Regions from separate parts of the Gossypium hirsutum genome. Here region 2 is linked to region 1. The links are chromatin contacts, called in public Hi-C maps. All regions are on one chromosome and are shown on one strand. Each heading gives the region's core, a stretch centred on a gene start, on an enhancer-like site or on the middle of the called end of the contact. The rest is flanking DNA. Distances are from core to core; before and after follow the strand shown.

Region 1 (4,387 bases), core at 903-3,402:
AAAGACCACCATTCCCATGTCTGAATAGATAGTAGTGCAAGTGTCAGACAAAGATACTATAGGAAAATGAAGAATTTGGTAACATAGGATATATAAGCGTGTTTGTTAAAGAGTTCTATCTTTATTTGAATAATCACTCATTTTAACAAAATTGCAACAAGGAAAAAGGCGGGCGTGTGTTAAAAGATTCTATTTTTTACTTGAATAATCACTCATTTTTACAAAATTGCAACAAGGAAAAAGGTTTTAGCTTGCCTATGCTATTTAGATTCTTTATTTTTCTCGAGTACTAATGTCTAACACATGTATATGGGATATGAACATCAATCTTATCCGTGTCAAGCACATACATGTATTTAACTCTACAATGAATGTTGCATCATCAATAAGGAATGATAATAAGGTTGCAAAAGGGTGTTTGGAATGCTAGTACGTAGGCAAAGAAAGAGTATTTGCAAAATAGTGTTTAAAATGATCGTATGCTTTATTACAAGGTTTATGCTATGTACAAGAGTGGGGTGGATTGACCCCTATTAATAGTGTTAAAATAGATGCCAATAATGACAATATAGAATGATCGCAAAACAATAAGAAAAGTAAAATAAAACACATAGATTTTATTTGGAAACCCTTTCAGAAAAAAACCACAAGCAGAGAAGAAGAAATTCACTAATGTTGAAAACTGAATGATAAACAATAAGAAAAGAAAAATAAAATACAGATTTTACGTGGAAACCCTTTCGGGAAAAAACCACAAGCAAAAGAGAAGAAATTCACTAATGTTGAAAACTGAATGATATAAGAGGTGTTTCAACTACATCTATTTAAAGGTTGAAAAGCCTTACATAGATCCCATTGTTTTACTACTGTATTTTCTTTAACAAGGGTTTGGGTCATACAACTCTAACAATCTCCACCTTGACACGAATTCTCGAATTTAGATTGTTATGAGTTTAGATTAGCATGGACTGACTTTCGAACTTGGACCTTTTTTTGATAGCTTTAGGTGCATATGAGCTTGGAATGCAACATTGAAAATTATCAGGAGTGAAATCGAACAATTACAAGGAGGCCCGAAGAAGGACGAGTGGGCTGTGGCCCAAAACACCGACACTCTAGCCTAGATTCGGCGCCTCAACCTCAACTATTCGTATGCTTAGGCACCTTAGACCGTGCTTCAGTGTGATTATCTTGCGAGCCCTAGCATTGTGCTACTGAGTTGCGGCACCAAGCTTGTGCGACATAAGATTCCTTTGCCATTTTGACCTGGGGCTACTGTTTTCTTTTTCAAATATTAAAGTCTAAGAAAGTATTGTAGCCCTAATTTAGGTCAATAAACTTTATAAATACAATATTTTTTAAGAGGGTAATATAACTTTTGATTGCATTGAACTTTTAGCTTATTGCAGACTTATCGTTTTTGCGCTATTATTTTATGGATTGATAAATCCACTTTTCTATTCAAAGAAATTTCGAAGTTTGATTCAGATAGTTGTTGAGATCTAATTGTTCTTAATCTTTTATTTGTTATTTAGTATTTGCATTTTTTCTTATTTAATTACAAATATTCAGGTTTATTGAATATAAGGTATGTATTCTATATTGTGTAGACATGCAATCTAATTTAAATGGACTCCACTAGTGTGTGTTTGTTGGTTAGAATTATGTTTATCTAGATCTTAATGCTATTTTTAAGTTAAACACTAAGTGAAAATTATAGGATTGCTTATTGATAAGAAAAATAATTTCAATCGAGCCGCCCCTTGGTTATCGAAATAGTAAGGAGAGATTGGTTACTAGGCCCGACATCGACAACTATAACTAGTTTATTAAAGAACATTGAAAATAATATTTTCATCAATGATCAAACTCATGAATTAAACGATAATTTTAGCTTTAACTACAACTTTATCATATTGATTCCCCCCCCCCAACTTTTTATTACTTTTTTTTTAATTTGACTTTAATTTTAATATTTTTTTAGACTCCATTAATCTTTTTTATTTAAAAAAAAAAAATTATCATACTCTACTCGCTATTGTTTAAAAAATTATTTTGTAATTCTGGGTATTGAATTTTGGGCTTGGATTTTACCCATGAATACCTAAGATATGAACCGACCTGGGTATTGAATTCTGGGCTTCTACTTTTAAATTTAACTTGCAGTCCCTGCCCAATCATTCATTCCGTCCTTTTTCTCCTTGTGTTTTCTCTCAACTCAAACTTTTTCAAATTTTAATTTTTATTCCTTTTCCGAAATCAAAGTAATTTTCAAGCAGATTCAGAACATTCCCATCTCAAGAAGGTATGTAGATTGATTTCTATACCTTTATTTTATTTTACTTTACTATGTTTAAATTTTGCCCTTCTCCTCTTTAAACTGCAATTTTGGGTATCAAATTGTGTGTAGATTGAAAAGGTTATGCTGGAAATTTGTTTAATAAATTTTCTGGAAAAAAAACAATCTTTTGAGATTAGTTGAATAAAAGAATTTTTTTTAATTATTTGGGTTTTTACTGGAAAATAAGAATTTATGGTTATTAAGCTGTAATTTTAGTTGAGCAAAACAATGGGTTCAATTCAACATTATTATTTAAAACAAAAAAGAAACTTAAATTTGTTTGAATTTGGAAAATTTGTTATATTGTGTTAATAGATAGCGAAAAATGTCAAACAAAAATTCTATAGGAAAATGAAGAGTTCGAGCTTCATAGGATATATATGTTTAAGGCTTCTATCTTTTACTTGAATAAGTCACTCATCTGTATAAATTGCAAAGGGTTTTAGCTTATCTATGTTATTTCGAATCTTTATATTTCTTGAGTACCGGTATCTGACACTTGGATATGGGATATGACCTTCAATCATATCCAGTTTCAAGCACATACCCGTATCTAACTCTTAAGTAACAGACTGATTTGCAATGAATAGTGCATTTGAGTTCTTTTTGGCTATCAGAACTCAATAGATAAGTAAATATAGCTTGAATTCTATTGCAACTGACATTCTTATACAGTTTGTTCATGATTTGCTGAAAATGACATCTGTTGAGGGAAATACGGCTGAGCCTCGGAAAACTAGTAATCCGGCTGCTAACACTGCTAAGATTCAGAGTTCATCATTGTCATTCCGAAGGTGGGGTAGGAAGTATCCTTTTATCAGATATGGGCTTCCAATGATTTCGTTGACAGTGTTTGGGGCAGTTGGCCTTGGTCATCTCTTGCAGGGCAGGTTAGTTTCGGTACACTTGATTTGCAAATTGATTTTCCAAACCAGTTTAGTGGATGAGACCTATGTTTCATCTGGCAGTGAATATATCTGCTGTGCAGAGAACAGCATATATCATTTTAACTTTGAGGGGCAAACCATGTTATGGCGTAAATAATTGGCTCAGTTCTGTTCACGGTGTATTTCTCATGATCGGAGTTGGACCTATGGTATTAGGCCGTCAGTTCTGATGGTGGTATATAGTTGTAAATTTTTAAAGTTGGAGAAAAGAATTCCAATGACAATAGGATGTAATCATATGATTGGAAATAGAAGGCTATTTTTGCATTCTTGTTTGACTTGAATTAATCTAGCACTATATGATTCTTACACCCACACATTCACTTGTATGTACATATCTTTCTGCGGTTTTCAGGTAGACAACCAAATTAGTAGTTTAAGAAAATGTTTTAGTATGATTCTTGTTTGGGCTCTTTATCGATTGAGTGTTGAGCATAAGGTTCAAGTTCGATCATCTATTAGTTTGGTTTGGTTGAGTTTAGTTGGTCGAGTTAGATGACCTTCTATCTGATTTTCTGACTGAAAATTCGAGGGCTTGATCGATGTCCATGAAAGGTGCCACTGCTTAAACTAAGAGTACTTATCACTGCTGCATTTTTGTCTATCTAGAGTTCACAAGAACACTTCCGGTTTGCATGTTCCAATTGAAAACTGCTGATCATTATGTGGACTTCTATTTTCAATATGATTATCTGTTTCGATCACTGTTGCAACACCTCTAATCCATAGTTAGTACTTACCATCATCATTTCGTTCGATCTTCTAAAATTTTAGACTATTTCGTAGTTCAGCAAGGATATAGCAAAGGTGAAAGATGATCAAGAATGGGAAATTATCGAGACGAGGAAAGCATTATCAAGAACAGGACCCATTGATGCGTATAAGCCAAAAAAGATTTCATTAGAGGAAGAATTAAAGGTATACAATTTTTTTATTCTTATGTTATTCAAACTTGGCTCTGATCACCGGATATATCTCCATACCCATGTTTAAATGTGCATCGAACATGAATATCAAACTTAAGTACTTTGAGAAAATGAAGACTCTTTGTGAGACGGTTTTTCTTCTGTTTTGTAGGCTTTGCAACAGAAGGTTGATA
Region 2 (4,242 bases), core at 277-2,776, 150 kb after region 1:
GTATTACTTCACACAATATGCAATTGCTAATAATAAAAAAAGGATAGCAGTAAAAGCATCAAATAAATACAACACCGATACGGTAGCTTCAAAGCAACAAGAATTGCTTTGTAAGCACACCACCTTGCATTTCTGAGAATAGTTGAGACAGTAATATTGTTGATCTCATGCATATGAAAAAGTAGAAAATCGGATCTTAAGGAAAGGTAATACCAGACAACCATTTTTCAATTTTCATGCAAGCCTTATCAATACTTAGATACTGATATAATCAACCAACAGCAAGCAACTCATTTCACTAGAACCCATTCTCATTAGCATCAGTACCAGGGTTGAAGCCAAGAGTTTTATGCTGGGGGTGCTGGAAAAAAAGAGGGTAAAAAATTATGAACTGTTAGGTAGGCAAAATAGACTTTTACCATTTTTTGTATAACAGAAAACTGAACAACCTAGTCCGTTTGGACGGGCCAAGAGGGGCCAAATTTGGCATCAGCCCTAATCACCACAACAACTTGGATCCCTTACATTCCATCACCTTATGTTAAAAGCCGTGGAAGAAATAATGATGTAGATGCTAATTGCAAAAGGACAGGACGTGAAACTGGAGAATGACTCAGCAAAAACCACAAGAATATAAAAGATAAAACTCAAGCTACGAACACCAGGATGTATTATTGATGTTTCAAAATTTTATATCTGAATAAACTTGATGTTCTTCGAATATATGGATACACATTAAAGAAAAGAAATAGAGCATGCTCGTGTTAAACAGAATAGGTGACACGTACACCTATTCGGAACTAACCCGGAGTCCCTGTAATACAATATTCAAGCATAAGCTAAATACTCAGACCATATTCTTCTTTCTCTCACTCTCCATTTACCATTTCACGCCAACCAAACATAATGTTAGGGTTAGGGTTTAAAATTGTATATTAAATAAAATTTATAAATAAATGAAATAAAACTCGAAATTCAAACAATTCCAACCTTTATATTAGAAGAAAATAATACTAATAATAACAGGAAACAAAAACTAAAAAAAATAAAACTCCATTACTCCGAAGCAGAAAATAAATTAAAAAACAAAACTCAGAAATGAAACGTTTCAACGAAGAAAAGGTAAGATCCAATCAGAAATTACCAGAAGTCGGCGATTTAGGCGGCGGCTGAGATCTATTTCTCGCCGCCTCCGGTGATGACACGTAAGATGATTCCGTCGACTCCATTTCTCCCTTCTACCCTCTTGTAAGCCAAAACCAAAAAAGATAAAACGTAAACAAGTAGATAAAAGAATGCAGAGCTTAAACAAATTAATAAAAGAAAATCACCTAATTATTAGAATGTTAAACAAATAATTAACAAGAGAGAGAGAGAGAGAGAGAGAGTGATTAATACTCTTTTTTCTTTTTCAGTTCACAGCTAATCAATCAATTTCTTCGATCCGAGCAGAAATTTACTGATATTTTCGTTATCTATTCGTCGCTCGCTGACTTTAGGCTCATTCGAGTTTTTATTATTTATTTTAATTAAACCGTCAAACCCGCCTAATTTGTAAAATCCAATCATTTTTTTAGGGTAAATTACTAGAATAGTCACCAACTATGTAAGTGGTTCTATTTTGGTCACTTAACTTTAAAATTTTTATCGATTTAGTTACTAAACTTATCAAAATCTGGTTTAGTCATCCCCTCTAGTTGCTGCTAAATGATTAACAGAAATATTCTGAATTTTTTATTTATTTGCAACATGTTTACTTACCCACGTGCAGTGACGGAGCCAATAGGGGTTGGCAGGGTCTCGGTCTCCCTTAAAATAGAAAATTTTCCATTTAAGTTCTTTATAATTTATAAAAATTTCAAATTATTAATAGTAAAATTGCACTTTGGCCACCCTAAAAGTGATAAAAATTTGATTTAATCCTTTAAAAATTATAAAGATATAGACTATTTAAATGATGAAATTACATTTTTACTATCGTAAAAATATACAATTTAATTCCGACCTCCCAAAATTTTTCGGCTCTGCCATCGCCCACGTGGAAATCCGAAAATCATCATCATACCATGGGAGGAGTACTTAGTATGATGAGACCTTGTGTAGACTAGGGATGTAAATAGCGGTTGGGTAGTGGAATAGCAACCGTTATATAGCGGTAGCGGCCCTGTCCGAAATCGTTACCACTGAAAATAATTGTGTGAAGTGGAATCACACCAATAGCAGTGGATCGCGGCCGCAATTTAACGAGTAACGGCCAATTGCGGCAATAAAGGGCCGCTATTCTCGTTATTTTACAATAAGAGTTAGAAAACACTCTAAAAATCATTAAAAGTGACTTTTTATAATTATAATTATAATTGTTATGTTTTACAATAAGTTGTGCACATTTTAAAAAAATTCACGACCGCGATACCCGTAGAGACCGCAATAGCATCTGTTATGTCTGGAATCGCGATAAATGCAACGCGGCCGAAAACTTGGCCGCAAACGCAATTTAAATCCTTGGTGTAGACATCCTGAAGCTGAAGGAGTTCCAGGGTTCGAGAGATGTAAAAAATGTGGACAATTTTTTATGGGGGCACGGAGTAATATTTTCGAGTTGTGGCTATTGTTGACAAACCAACCAAGGTAAGTATTGCCTCTATGTACTTAACTGAGGTAGCTTTGTTATGATGGCATTGTAAGTGTGACAACATGAGGCGATGAGTTGTTTCCATCAACACATGGGACGTGTTTCGAAGGGAGCTTAAGCAATAGTTTTACCCTAAGTATGTCAATGATAAGATGCGGTCAAGGTTGCATTGTCTTACTCAACACAATGGGGTGTACGAGTACATGCTAGAGTTCTTAGAGATTATACTTCAAATCGCCACTTGAAGGCAATAAAGCCTTTTTCTACTTCATGGACGGACTCAAGCCGTAAGCAAGACTTGAGTTGCAGCGTTAAAGGGTCCAAGACTTAACACAAGCAATGGCAATGGTCAAGTCATTAGTGGAGCTCAAGAGTTAAGAAGGACCAATTTGAGTACCAAAGCATCGAGATTTTTAGGATTGAGTGTTCCTTTGTAAAGCTTTCTTGTACATACCAGATTGAGCATTCTCCTACACTCTCCCTTGTTTCGCTCTTTAGAGTGTCTTTTATCATAGTTGGTTGTTGATAAGGCTAAACCTGAGCATAGTTGGCTTAAGTCTCATGTTTAAGGTTGCATGTTCAGTCGAGCTAAAGTTTTAGCCTGTGACAAAACTTTGCTATTAGTCTTTGTAATATGCATAGATTGTAAATTTAATCCATATATTTTAATTAGCTCATTTATTTTTCGAATTTTGAAATTTTAGTTATGACTCAAGTGGTAATTATTAAATTTATTAAGTTAAATTTTGTTATTTTTGAAATCTTATGTGACAAACATATTATCATATGTAATATATCATATGTAAGATCATGTCAACTTATTACTTTCATATAATACTCATAGAAAAAGCACATTATTTTAAATTAATGGATTCAACAGTTTGATTTCGAACTAAATTTCAACTTTTGAAAAATATGAGGATTAAAAATGACCAAATTAAAGAATAAGTATTAAATCCACACCTTATCATTTATGTCAAAACTAAAATTTCAAAATTCCAAAAAGTACATAATTAAAATTGACCAAATTAAACTAAAAAGACTAAGTTCACAACTTTAGTATATTACATGAACTAATAGCAAAATTTGACCAATAAATATTATATAATTTAACAATATTTATTTACAGATTGTTATTTTTTTATTGTATTGTTATTTTATGTTTATATTCTTTATATGACCCCACCCATGTGAACTTCAAACTGTTGAATTTTATTTTATAATAATTAATTGATCACAAATTGAGATTAATTATATTTTTTTATGTACATTTATTAATGATAATTTGGAATTATCGATGCCCAACTTGTTTGGAATAATAAATAAAAAAAAGGTGAAATTGGTAAGAGTGAGAACTAGTTTGTAATTTAATATTTTTTTCTTCCTTTATACTAATGCCATGTCTCACATTTAAGTTAGTAGTAATTAATATATAGCACCTTATAGAAATAGATCTAGTTATAATTATAGTAAGACTGAGTCGGTTAAATTATAAATTTTATTAATTGAATTTAGAGATAAATTTTAAAATTATACATAAATTATGGTTTAATATGTAATTATATATATAGATTTTGATTTTGTGCAATTTTATACATGAATCTTTGATT

The links. A called contact is a pair of places that touch in the nucleus more often than the background predicts.
Region 2: a Hi-C map of leaf shows a contact between it and region 1, with 2.2 times the contacts expected there. The contact joins the promoter of LOC107939537 here to the promoter of LOC107942502 in region 1. A contact is called at or near these places in 6 of 34 Hi-C or Micro-C datasets (all in leaf).

The regions. Positions count from the first base shown.
Region 1 is chrA06:122,498,255-122,502,641 of Gossypium_hirsutum_v2.1, forward strand. LOC107942502 reads left to right here and starts at 2,153. Exons shown (of 5, transcript XM_041116097.1): 1 at 2,153-2,305; 2 at 3,017-3,231; 3 at 4,080-4,206; 4 at 4,366-4,387. The coding sequence starts at 3,038.
Region 2 is chrA06:122,648,237-122,652,478 of Gossypium_hirsutum_v2.1, forward strand. LOC107939537 (protein BTR1) reads right to left here and starts at 1,527. Exons shown (of 9, transcript XM_016872880.2): 1 at 1,399-1,527; 2 at 1,145-1,245. The coding sequence starts at 1,229.